Linked DNA regions of Mus musculus: region 1 is linked to region 2. The links are chromatin contacts, called in public promoter capture Hi-C maps. All regions are on one chromosome and are shown on one strand. Each heading gives the region's core, a stretch centred on a gene start, on an enhancer-like site or on the middle of the called end of the contact. The rest is flanking DNA. Distances are from core to core; before and after follow the strand shown. Region 1 holds the start of D130020L05Rik (RIKEN cDNA D130020L05 gene). Region 2 holds the start of Galc (galactosylceramidase).

Region 1 (6,361 bases), core at 3,783-6,282, 2.8 Mb before region 2:
GGACTAGGCCTAGGTTAGCAGACAGAAGCAATAAGCCTCCAAGATGGCAATTACAACAGGCAAATAAAAGTTACATTTATATAAAGGGGCAATCCATCTCATTAACAGAACTCAGGAAGGAAATGCTCGACTATAGGAGAGTACTCAGCCCACACAGAATGGTCTGCTTTCTTCTCAATGGTGCAGATATTCATTTACATTTAGGATGGAGTCGTGGGTGCATATGATATGCACACCTCCATCCCTCTCCCTCAGTCTGAAAAATATAAGCTCTACATTGGCCTGACTTTTGTCAAGTACAACCCTAGCCACTGTGACCAGATATAGAACTGAAATGTCCCATTGTTTAAGGGACATCATATAAGCCCAAAATACAAATTAGCAAGAGTATTTGGAATTACAAAAACCAAGACACAACCTGTAGGCTATTAAAGATAGCTTTTTTTTTTAAGGTCTATCGTGCAGTGATGGTGCACTACTGCATTCAGGAGGCAGAGGTAGGGAAATAGAGATTTGAGGATGGCTTGGTCTACATAGCAAGACCACATTTTGTTTTTGTTGTTGTTCTTTGTTTTAAATCAATACATTTATGTCTACCATCTTTGCCACTTTGGATTATCAAAGGTGGAAAAGAAGCCAGGTGTGGTGGTACACACACCTATAATACTAGTACTTTGGAAGTAGAGACTGGAGGACCAGGAGAAGTCAAGGTCACTCTTGACTACACAGTGCATTTGGACCCATCCTAGGATATATGGGATCCTGTCTCAAAGCAGCGAAGAGAATGGAGTGAGTGCACAGACACTTGTATACTCAAACAAGACAGGCTATTTTCTCTGTCAATAATAATTTTTTAAAAAATCCACCACAAAGTAATTCTTCAAAACAAAAGGTTCTCTTGTCATTTGGACACCAGAGATGTTAATATGAATGCAACTGGATTGGGGTCTTAATAAAGTACAAGACAGAAAAGGAAGTAGAGATTTGATGTGACCTTGAAAGGATCCAGGCCTCCTAACAGGAGCAAGGCAGATATATGAGCATTTTTTTCTGATTAAGGCCTTCTCAGAACTTGAGCAGATACAAACGTCTTTATTTGCTTCCCCCGCCCCCCCCAGGGACCAACTTACTATGTAACCAGAGATGACCTTGCACTTCAGATCTGCCTGCCTCCATCTCTGAAGTGCTGGGATTAGATATTAAGGTTTTTAGATCTGAAGAGTGAATTGTTTAGCGTTTCCTGTTGCCTGAATCAGTTCAAAGTTAGGTCACTAGCCTGGGGTATATAATGAGACCTGTCAGGGAAGGGCAGGGGAGCAGAAAGGAAGGAGGAAAGGAAACAGGATTTAACAGTGCAGATGAAGCTCAGCAGTACAGTGCTTGTCAGGTACATACAAGGCCTGCATTGGAACCCCAGCATCATATTTAAAAAATGAAGACAGAAAAAAGATACTATATTCAGAAAATAAAGTTAATGATCTATGGTATATGTCAATTAACAGTTGCTCATTTTATTCAATAAACTGAACAATATGTTCCCATGTTCTTGTGTATATCCAATACATTAGCAGATAGGCTCTTTAAATTGCTCTGATAAAAGTTCTCTCTCTCTCTCTCTCTCTTCTCTCCCTTTTCTCTCTCTCTCCTCTCTCTCTCTCTCTCCTCTCTCTCTCTCCTCTCTCTCTCTCTCTCTCCTCTCTCCTCTCTCTCTCTCTCTCTCTCTCTCTCTCTCTCCGAGACAGGGCTTCTCTGTGTCCTGGAACTCACTCTCTAGACCAGGCTGGCCTCGAACTCAGAAATCTGCCTGCCTCTGCCTCCTGAGTGCTGGGACTAAAGGCGTGCGCCACCACCGTCCGGCAAAAGTTATCTCTTGATGGCAAGAAAGTTGTGAATAAAAAGAACAAAATGTGGCGAGCCACCAAGCTGCAGTCTGCTTCTGGAACTTTGCTTTTCGCCCCACAGGTGAACTTCTGGTCTGCAAATAATCTAGGGTTGGTTGTGTGCACTGGGAGAGAAGGCAAGATTGCTTCACATTCCTCTAACTAAACAGATCCCATGTGCCCTGCTTTGCTTTGTCAAATTGACACAGCCTGGTGTCATCTGAGAGAAAACATTTGGTTGAGGAGCTGCTAAGGTCACTGCCCTGTGGGGATATTGGGGATGTCTGGGGGGGGGGGGGCTTGTTAGTTGACGTAGGAGCACCCAGCCCATGGCAGGTGGCAATATTCCCTGAGTAAGGTTGTCCTGGACTTTATAAAAAAAAACTAAGTATGAGGGGAGCAAGCCAACAGGCAACATTCCTCCATGGTTTCTGCTTCAGGCTCCTGCTTTGAGTTCCTGCCCTGATTTCCCTCAGCAATGGACTGTGACCTAGAAGTATACGCCAAATAAATTATTTCCTCACAGTACTTGTTCCCAAACACAAGCTGGCAATTCTGAAATTCTGAGAAGTACAAATCCTGGTGTACCCTGATTCAAAGTCTCTAAAGGACACTTTATAGAGGAGAGGAAGACCCGGATCATAGCAATTTAGGAAAGCTCTGGAAGACACAAAATAGTTTGTAAATGATTTCCATCATCAGAATAAGCCAGGAGACAAAATACTGAGACTGGCTAGGTGTGTTCTATTGGGTTCTGTACTCCAGCAAAACAGTTTCAGAGGGATGAAAGCAACAGTTTCTTCTTTGATGGGTAAAGAGTCAAGGCAGATAAGAAACTATTCACTGTGTAAGCTCTGCTAGTCAGTCTCCAAGGGCCTTTAAAAAGGTGGTTCTCAACATGTGGGTCTCGATCCCTTGGCGGTCAAACACGGGACACAGCAGATATCCTGCATATTACAGTTACGAAGTAGCAACAAAATGATTTTATAGTGAGGGAGGGGTCACCACAACAAGAGAAACTGTGTTATAAAAGAGTCAGAGCATTTTAGGAAGGTTAGAAGCATTGCTATAAAATAATCAGCATAGAGGGCCATACTGCTAACCTGCTCTGCTTGGAGCTCATGGGCTCCATCTAGATGCTTGAAAGGATTGCATTCTGGTATTTAGAAACAGCAACTGCTTTGTTTTTACATGCTTCCGAGTTTTGTTGGTGAATGATTTCAGGTATGTCTTTGCGAGCACTTGTCTCTGGTGTGGGTTAAGAAAGATCCCAGCTTCTCGCATACGTTGCTTCAGCCAGTCAGAGCAACATTGTGAGGCTGTGTTTCAAAAAAAACAAAAAAACAAAGAATTTCATCTTATTCATACAGTACGGCATTTATCTTTGCAAGCCCTTCAAGATGTGTTTTGTTATTTTGTTTAAAAAAACAAACAAACCAGCCTAGGGCTACAGACGATCAGCTTTGATAACCGACAGAGAAAGGGAGATAACCGCTGATTATTGTGAGGTGAGTGCTCAGAATGATCCCGGGGAGCAGTGCCACGCGTGAACACCGCGTCGAGGGTTTTAGACTTGCCCGGCCATTGCGTGCCTCACTGCATCCCGCCAACCTCGCGGTCCAAACGGTCCTCTCTCAGAAACTTCTCTATTTCAGGCCAAGGGAAGAAGAGGAGGAGGAGGAGGAGGGCGGGGGGAGGACGAGGAGGACGCCAGCAGCCCGCGCCCCCAGGGCCGACTGCAAAGGTCCTCCCTAAAGCGTCCGGAGAAGGCTCGCACGGGAAAGGACGAGCTCCGGGATCAGAGTCCAGTCTGGCTCCAGAAGCCGCCAACAGACTCCACACCCCTTCCCCGCCCGGAGCCGAGGTGATGACGAATTCAAAGTGCGACGGACGCACACGCAGCCCGCGCTTGCACGACAGTACGCGCAGGGCAGCGCGAGGGAGTCCCGGTCCGTCACCGGCGCGACTCGCGTCCCGCCTCCTCCGCTCCCGCCACCCCCGCAGCTCCGCGCCCGCCTCGGTGCAAGGCCTCGGCCGGAGCGAAGCTGCCGGCTCCCGTCTTGTCGCTTTAAGTGGTGGGGCTTGCGGGCCGCCCCTGCCGCTACTGCCTAGGTGGCCCCGCGCGCCGCTTTTGAGGGGCGAGCCAAGATGGCGGCGGCTTTGGCTCTGTGAGGAAGACGGAAGAGGCGGCGGAGTAGGGAAGGCGGCTTCTAAGAAGAGCCAGGGGTTCTCGGGTGGCCAGAGGCGTTCGGAGTCTCCCGGGAAGTGCTACCTCACCGGCTTCGGATGCTTTAAGCGGGAGGAGCGGAGCGGGGCTTCCTGCTGCAGCGGCTGGGCCAGGTACAAGGGAGGAAAACATGGCGGCGGCGGCCTGAGGAGGCGGCGGCGCGGGAAAGCGGCTCTGCGGAGGTCATGGTGGAGGCCGGAGCGGGTCTGTGAACCGAGCCGCACCTCGTTGGAACGGCGGGCCGGTAGGCTGCGTAGTGCTGCGCGTTCCCTGTCGGGGCTGCTGGGCGGCCGCGCTCGCTCGGCCTGGACAATAGCGCCGGGGAGAAGGAGACGAGAGAAGGCGGCGGCCCGGGGCTCGGACCCGGGAGCGGGCCATGCGAGCGGCGGCGCAGCTCCGCGGCGGCCAGCGGTGGCACTGAGGTCCCGGAGTTCCCCGTTTGCGGCCGCCCGCCTTTTCTGGACACTGTCCCTGGGCCACTCGGGCGGGGCCCCCGGCCGGCACGATGACCGACACCCGACGGCGGGTGAAGGTCTACACGCTCAACGAGGACCGGCAGTGGGACGACCGGGGTACTGGCCATGTGTCCTCCGGCTACGTGGAGAGGCTGAAGGGCATGTCCCTGCTCGTCAGGGCGGAGAGCGACGGTAAGTGACCCTCACTGGCCCCTCTCAGAGCAGTGGCGCTCGGACTGGGACGGCGGGAGTGCGGACGGGAACGCCACGGGGTACCCAAGTCCGGTGGAGCTCGGTGGAGAGCATTCGGGGTGTCCATCCTTAACCCGAAAACCTTGTGGCGTTGGGATTTCGAGCAGAGCGGAGCACGTTGCGCCGTGCTGCCTTTCCAGTGCAGAAAGGTCGGAGACCTGAGATCCTCTTTCCCCGGTGGTTTTTGCACCGTCGTGACCTTGAGAAAGGCATTTAACGGAAACGATCTGCTCCCCCCCCCCCCACACACACACACCCCTTAGTTCACCAATCTGTAAAGCAGGCATAAAACCTTGCTTGGCGCTCGTAAAGTTCATAGCTGTTGCACACTTTGAGAAAGTTCTGTTCTGGTGGGATTGTTGTTGTTTTAAACCTTTTCCACCATATCTTTCAGATTTTAGGGTCTGCAATAAGGTCTATAAATCTGGCAGTTCCACCAGACAGAGAAAATGCTGCTTTGGCTTTCGAGGACACACATGTCTTGACCGGGGTTGGTTGTCTTTTTCACAAGAAAGGGAGATGATTATTATTGTTGTTATTGTTTTGTATTTTGAGACAGGGTTTCAGTATGTAGCCCAACTATCCTGGAGCTTGCTCTATAGACCAGGCTAGCCTTGAACTCAAAGCTTGCCTTCCTCTGCCTCTCCAGTGCTGGGATTAAAGTGCTGCCACACCTGGCTAAGAAAGAAAGACTTTGTAGGTCTTCTGTGGGAACTCGTGAACCTTTGGAACATTTTATTGCAAGCTTTTCTGATTGTTTAAGCGTATGGTCCTTAGTTGGTTGAGTTGGCTGGTGGGGAGAGGTATCTTTTAACACTTGAACAAGTCCTTCTGCTTTCACCTCAAGTCTATTGAAACAGTCTTCAGTGTTCAAAGATAAGGTTGTTTGAAATAACGGTTTCACGTTTTAAAATATTCCTTTCTTAAGGGTTTGCATTCTCTGAATTTCACTCTTGGAAGAAAATACATATTGGCCAAAACTTCAAATTGTTTTTGGAGCAGAAGTATAGTTACCTTGTTGCATTAATTTGCAGTTTTACAGTTGAGAACTATTTGTAGCTGTTTCATGTCTGAAATATTGCAAATTTATTTCAAAGATTTTTTTTTTTCCCCTCTTTTTTGGACTAGACTCAGAACTCATTCCACAAAAACCAAGATTTTCCTGTCTGTGGTTGAAGACTGTAGAAACATTGATTTGAATTGAAGAATGGTTAACTTGGAGTATAATTATAAAGATTACCCCAAATAAGTTACCACTGGTAAAAAGTTACTTTCTAACATGAAAGGCAGGCAGTTTCTGGTGACTTGGAGGCCAGCCTGGGTCTACATAGAGTCCTAGATCAGCTGCAGTTACATAGTAAGACTTGGTCTGAAAATTTTTTTCTGATTACAACAGGTATATTTTCAGAGCTGGGTTCTTATTTGGCTGCTAATATACAAGTTAAATGTGTTTGTGACAGTCACGTAATCACCTCTGCATGTTTGTACATGTGGAAACTTTCCTTACAGTAAAGTGGAAGTGTGGGTTTCAGGGTTAAGCTTATTGT
Region 2 (6,903 bases), core at 2,305-4,804:
GTTTGCTGATGCCAGACTTGGAAAGTACTGGGATCCAGACTCTAGTGCTCCCACCTCTGCATGTAGTGCTCTTAACCCTGAGCCATCTCACCAGCCCCATAATCACAGATTCTTTGGATGGACGTTCATTTATAAGTTGCTGTCAGAAACAACGGCAATCAGACAACTCGATCCAGAGTTGAAAGCTCAGATGTACAAGCAGATATTACAGGATGTCTGTAAAGAGATAAGCTTTCATATCCTTTTACACTCTGGGGATACCTACCTCAAAGGAATGTTTCCAACACTTTTAGTGAGTAATTGTTTCATCTTATCTCCTCATGTGACCAGTGACTTTTTTTACGTTCAAGAATTATACACTAACTACGTGTATGAGTTGGACACTGCTTAGAACATGCATGTACATATACACTGTGATAGAACAGATATGATGGGCTGGTATGAACCTTAATCAGCACTTTTGCTTAAAAGGCAAGATTGCTCATCTTTCTCAAGGTTGATTTCTCTCTTAACTTACAGAAAGGAGAAGTTTTGAGGAACATAAATAGGCTACTCAGAAACACTTCTAATTTAAAATGGTTTAAAAGAACACATTTGAAACATGAGACCTGGGACCTTCCTCTTCTAGTCTTATGTCATCGATCCTGAATCCATACATTTAAGAGAACCTATGAACAGGATTGCTTCTCTGATAACTGTGATTTCTCTTTTTCTCACATACTGGTGAATTTTCTTTTCCAGTCTGCATACATGACTTTGCTTAACAGGAATATTTCTTGTTTGTTTTCCGAGTATAGATCAGAAATCGGAAACAAGAGCTGTGTGCTTTGATCCATGAACTGTAGTGCTTCCAGGGTGGGTATCATTTCTGTTAATGGTTTCTGTATCCTATTCTGTATTGTTCACCCATTGCACAAAATCTGCAACCAGTGTGCCAATTAGAAGTTGGAATGGCATGCTACAGTATGGCATGTGCTGTATGTTGGCTTCAAACTTCCTGTTTTCATGAGTGTGGTATGTGTTCCAGGTTTGATGAGAGACCCTAACTCAAAATAGAAGGTAAAGAGAGTTTGGGAAATGACTCAGTCGATAAGAACACACTGCTCAAGCATGGGACATATAACAGGTGGCAGGCAACTGTAATCCCAGTGCTTCAGAGGGTGAAGGAGACAGATAGATTACTGCACCTTGCTGTTCAGTGAGAAATCTTGTCTCAAGGGAATAAGGTAGAAAGTGATAGAGACAGACACCCGAGGACCTGCTCTGGCCTTTTTGAGGACTCATGTGCACATCTCTAAATATGTTTGAATATAAAACACACACATTCATACACATAGACACACAAATTATGTGAAGAGTTTGAGGAAGCCACTTGCTTTGAACCACTGGTCTACACACACACACACACACACACACACACACACACGAAGAAGAAGGAGGAGGAGGAGAAAGAGGAATGAACACAGGTATAGTATTGCTCAGAAAGACAATGGTTTGATTTTATCCTTTCATATAATTTCCCATATTTGTGTTTGTGGTGGTTAATCTTCATTATCAACTTGACTGAATTTAGAATCACCACAAAACACACCTCTGGGCGTGTCTATGAAGGTCTTCCCTGAAAGACTTATCTGAAGAGGGAAGCTGTCATAAGTCCTGGATGGAACAAAAAGAAGGAAGTAAACTGAATGCCAGCATGTTCACCTCTCTTGGATTTCCTGACTGGAGATGCAACACCACCAGGTGTCTCGGGGTACTGCTGTCATGACTCTCCTGCCAAGGATTGCACCCTCCAACTGTAAGCCAAGACAAACCTTTCTGTCTTTAAGTTCTTTAGCACATAGTACAATTGTTACAGCACCGAGTAAAAGTACTGAAGACAGTAGTCTTGAAACACAGATTTAGGTTTGTCTTTAAGGGGGAGCACAACTTATTCCAAAGATAGTTATGCAAAGCCTATGATCTCTTAAGCCCCAGGGCCTGTCCTGTGTCTTCTCCTTGCCACTCTGGTGTCTCAGGGGCTTGGGTGGGAAACTCAGCTTATTGTATGCTTTCTACTAAAGGGGGAGAGAGAGAGAGAGAGAGAGAGAGAGAGAGAGAGAGAGAGAGAGAGAGATTGATTTCTACAAAATTAGGGGAATCTAAATTCTCAGGACAGTTCACTTTCCTATCACATCAGTCTTACTGACAGTGGAAGGTAGCTTATGATTGTTTCGAGGAAGCATAATTTCACCTTTGTCATCCTTGGGTCCTAAGAATTAAACTGCTGTGACAGACTAGATGGATGAAGCACATAAATTTAAGTTACAGGGCACAGGGGCATACCCTAAGAAATTGAAGACTCCCCCCCCCAAACAAACAAACAAACAAACAGTTAATGATAAACATGCTGAATCTGATCAGGAGCAATTTAGGTTGTAAAATGTGCCAGGCAGAGAGGCAGAGAGGCAGAGAGGCAGGCAGAGAGACAGAGAGAGAGGCAGAGAGGCAGAGAGGCAGAGAGGCAGGCAGAGAGGCAGAGAGGCAGAGAGGCAGAGGCAGAGAGGCAGAGAGGCAGAGAGGCAGAGGCAGGCAGAACTCTCTGAGTTCAAGGTGAGACTGGTAGATGGAACAAGTTCTAAGAACACAAGCTGCCAGCAGGCACGTCCAACCTTTTCTTATCCTGACACTATGTTGTCCGCTATAGACTTCACACTTGAGGTCTGCACAGTTGACTATTTTAATCATAAAAAGTCACAGAATGTCTTGAGTTAAGTTTATGTACAATTTTGGGGTAGGGTGCTTTCATAGCAATCATCTGCTCCATGTGGTCTCAGGCACAGGTTGGATGCACCTGCCAGGGTATTTAACTGGGTAGAGAAGTGAATAGGAAGGCAAGGGTTACTGTAACAGGAGTTGGCAAACATTACCACTTCCTCTATGTAAGTCAGGGCATCTTTCATAAGTGATTTTCATAGTCATTTTTTATTCAAGAAACAGAATAAAGGTCCGAGTATTCTGAACCTATTGTATTTTTTAGGTCTCGCAATTCAAATTACTATATAGCAACATTTTGGACGAGTAATCATATTAACTCTTTTAAGGCTAAAAGACCTGGATATAGCAGACTACTCAATCGAACAAACTTTGTCAGCTAGCATTTGCTAAGTGTATATAAGTGCACAATTATGACTTCCCGAGTGCCTATTATCTTACTTTTATCTTATCCGGAGTTCCCTGACTTGCTGTTCTGGTCTCACGGTGGTTTAGAAAAATTCAGGGTCCTCAAGCCAAGCGACTCAACCAAGGTGACCGCTTAACTGGGGGCGCTTAAAGCCAGGTCCTCATTGCTGTTTCCTACTGGGAATGCTCGGCTAGAGTAGGACCACTCAAAGCCCTCTTTTGACCGTTGTTGACCATTCACTTCCCGTTTTCTAAGATGATCCATCAGGTGAGGTAGGAAGAGTGGTCACTAAGTAATTACACGCAGAGACCGGTCCCGCCTCTTTGACACAGAAGTGACAAGGCAAAGCTCGCTCAACCAGCCCCCCACCCCGCCCCCCCAGCTCAACACAACAGCGGCTGCGCGGACAGCCCGCAGCCCTCACTTAAGATGGCGAAAGCTTCCTCAGCCGCCCGCTCTTCTTCCTCAGGGAGGCGATCGGGCCCGCCTCCCCGGGCGCCACAGTCGCGTGACCCGCACAATGGCTAACAGCCAACCTAAGGCTTCCCAGCAACGCCAAGCAAAAGTCATGACCGCCGCCGCGGGCTCGGCGAGCCGTGTTGCGGTGCCCTTATTGTTGTGTGCGCTGCTAGTGCCCGGTGGCGCCTACGTGCTAGACGACTCCGACGGGCTGGGCCGGGAGTTCGATGGCATCGGCGCAGTCAGCGGCGGCGGGGTGAGCGCGGGCTGGCGGGAGGCAGGAGTGCGGTGCGGCGCAGGGACCGCAGGGACCGCAGGGACCGCCGGGGCCGCCCCCTCCCACAAGCCCCCGCGGCGTTGCCGGGCGAGCGCACGCCGCTTCCCCGCGCGCCGGGGTGAGATGAACCCGGGCTGGCGGTTAGATTGCAATGGGGAGCCAGGCGTCTCGAGGGGACAGGCGTCTGCTGCAGTCAAGTGGCCCGGGCTCGAGGGAGCCCTCGTTCTGGATCGCCGGCCAGGGCTGTCCTTGCCGCGCTGGAAGGGTCGCCTCCGGAAAAAGCCAGAGAGGGACTGCGAAGCCTCAGCGAGATGCTTTGGGGAGGGGGGGGGGTGGGTTCTCTTCCTTCCCAGGGAGTTAGTTGGTGGAGCCGTGAGTCAGAAGACATAGGCAGGGTTTGGGGACCCTTCTTGAACAGTGATTAGCACCCCGTCCCTCCCTGTAAGACCTCTTGGACTCTTTAGAGTTGTGTAAAGCCTGAAGCGATCTGGGATATTGTTTTAAAAGAGGGCCACCTTCATCCACTAACAGAAACTGTGGCGTGTCTGTGTTGGAACGAGGGAATGCTGGCTCTGTTAGGGCACATAAGAATCATTAGGTGCATTGGTTAAAATTTAAGTTGTCTTCCTCTCCCATTCTGACTTTGTTAATAAACACCAGCTAATTCTCAAAAGATGAGGTCTTGAGAGTGATTTCTTGTTGACTCAAAGATCTCAGGACTGGGAAGTGGGTTTGCTTTTAAATTGAAATCTTAAGAGTAGTTTTAGATCTACCGAAAAGCTAGGAGTGCAGTAAAAAGTTCTATACCCCAGTGTGTGTGTGTGTAATAATGAACTAATCTATTCTCAGTTTATTTAAATTTAAAATAGCCAATATTTCTTATACAACCTTAACGTCTCCTTTTGGTATCTTTGTGATAGTAAATCTAAGTGTAAAGGCTTTTTTAAAAAAATGAGATTTCCAGTTTTGCTTAATTTACTCAACTTTTAATTATTAAAATAATTTCATAACCTGGTGTGATGTAGTAAGCCTTAGTGTGTGTGTGTGTGTGTGTGTGTTGGGAATGTTTGTACATGTGAGTACTGGTGCTTACAGAGGCCAGAAGCACGTGAGTTGCCATCTCTCCAGCCTCCAGAGCAGGTAAATCTATTAAATAGTCAGTTAGTAATGTCTCTATACTATGTTATGTATTAGTCAGTTTAGGAAAATAGTAAATGAAGATGGATGACCATTTTATTTACACACCAGTTTAAACTTGTGTGTGTACAACATGTTACCTAGCACAGTTGTAGCAGCACTTAGATTGCCCTCTCTTGACTTTCACATATTTAGGGAAAGCATTTTGCTTCAGTGGTTGGCATGTGGGCTTCCGAGGTTGCTGGAATCATTCTGGCACAGGACACTCACCTCCTGGTTTTGACAAGTTAGTTCATTTTCCTTTGCTTAAGTTTCTCTTCTGAGGGAACAAAGCAGCTGGGGGTGGGCGGGTGGTAGCATTGTGAGGACAGGTGTGATTAGCCAATTATGGTTCTTGTTCCCTCTTAAGGGTTATGGAGGGGGAAGTTGTTTTAAGATTTCACGGTGGGATGTTGGTAAAGTGCCCCATACCCTAGTTTCTAATACTACAGAAATACTGCATACAGCAAAGGGGCGTTTTGACCATCGAGAGACACAGTTACCAAGACACAAGCTGTTTATGGGTCCTTTTGCTATCTTGTCTTCACTGCTTTCAACCTAGAGACCCAGTGGTTTCCTTGGTTACCTTGTGTCTAACACCTTGCCTATTCATTGATAACAGCCTCCCAAAGTATAGGTCTTTGATTCACTATTGGCTTTATAATTTCTTTCAGGCTGTCATCTGGGTCTAGGTATGGCTAAATCTAGCTAGTGCTTATACTTATTCTTTTCTTTTAAGATAACACAAGTTTATTTATGCAAAGTGTTAGGGGCCAGAAGTCTAAGTGAAAACTAAGCTTATCTCTCCAACTCTTACACCCTCATAAGAAAACTTTAGCTCTCAGTGATTGGATACAGACCAAATAGCATGGCAAATGACCCTCCACAGCTCCGTTTGCTCATGCTGGGGCATGTGTGTGTGTGTTTACACTGTAGACAAATACAGATGATTATACTTGTTTTCTTCATATTTTTGAAAACATTTTTTTTCCCCCAGGCAACCTCCCGGCTTCTAGTAAATTACCCAGAGCCCTATCGTTCTGAAATACTGGATTATCTATTTAAGGTAAGGAAGAATAATTAAACCAACGGGCCTGTGCTATTTTGAAAAGATATGGTGAAGTTCGGCCTTAGAGTTTCTCAGCTTTCTGAGAGAAGTTTGGCTCTCCCTTCACTGGGCTGCCTAAGGCCTCTACGAGGTTTTACCTGACAGAGCACTCTAATAACACTGTTACTTTTTTCCACAGCCAAACTTTGGTGCCTCTTTGCATATTCTAAAAGTGGAGATAGGTGGTGATGGACAAACAACAGGTAGGAGGATTTGGGACAAGGGGTTTCCCTGACATTTTACCTATCCTTAAACATATGGGACGGAAGGAAGGCCGCCTCATTTGAGGAGCTGCTCTTCCGCAGATCAGCTTTTATTTCTCTCCATTTATGTTTTCGGGTGTGTGCACGTGTGTACCTTGGGCTCGGTGACATCACCTTCCTGGTCTGGCTTTTCTTATTTTGATCTTTATGAATCATGTTAAATGTAAAATTTCCAAAATAGTATTGAGACTCTCGGTTGCTCATTTAGTTGAAGTAGTCATTAGAGAAACACATCTAGTTTTCTAAAAATCATGCACATTTGGAATTTCATGGAAAAGTTATAAGAAAAATTTAATTATTAGAATATGTAAGATGTTATTAACTTTAAAAATGTATTGTAGAATACAACACATGTATTTTAGAGATACAGATATAGTTTTTTAAAAAAATAAACACAATTTAAATAAAGATACAACCTTCATAACCAAATTTTGAAGTACTTCTCTCAGTAATTAGA

Evidence for each region. Promoter capture Hi-C pulls out the DNA fragments that hold promoters and counts their contacts.
Region 1: a contact with region 2 is called in a promoter capture Hi-C map of liver, with 4 times the contacts expected there. The contact joins the promoter of D130020L05Rik here to the promoter of Galc in region 2. A contact is called at or near these places in 3 of 39 promoter capture datasets (liver and pre-B cells) and 1 of 484 Hi-C or Micro-C datasets (B cells).

Annotation. Positions count from the first base shown.
Region 1 is chr12:101,081,122-101,087,482 of GRCm38.p6, reverse strand. It overlaps D130020L05Rik (RIKEN cDNA D130020L05 gene), which reads right to left and starts at 5,032. Exons shown (of 2, transcript NR_038050.1): 1 at 2,984-5,032. Ppp4r3a (protein phosphatase 4 regulatory subunit 3A) reads left to right here and starts at 3,781. Exons shown (of 15, transcript NM_211355.2): 1 at 3,781-4,754. The coding sequence starts at 4,613.
Region 2 is chr12:98,256,110-98,263,012 of GRCm38.p6, reverse strand. Galc (galactosylceramidase) reads left to right here and starts at 3,554. Exons shown (of 17, transcript NM_008079.4): 1 at 3,554-3,878; 2 at 6,073-6,141; 3 at 6,323-6,386. The coding sequence starts at 3,684.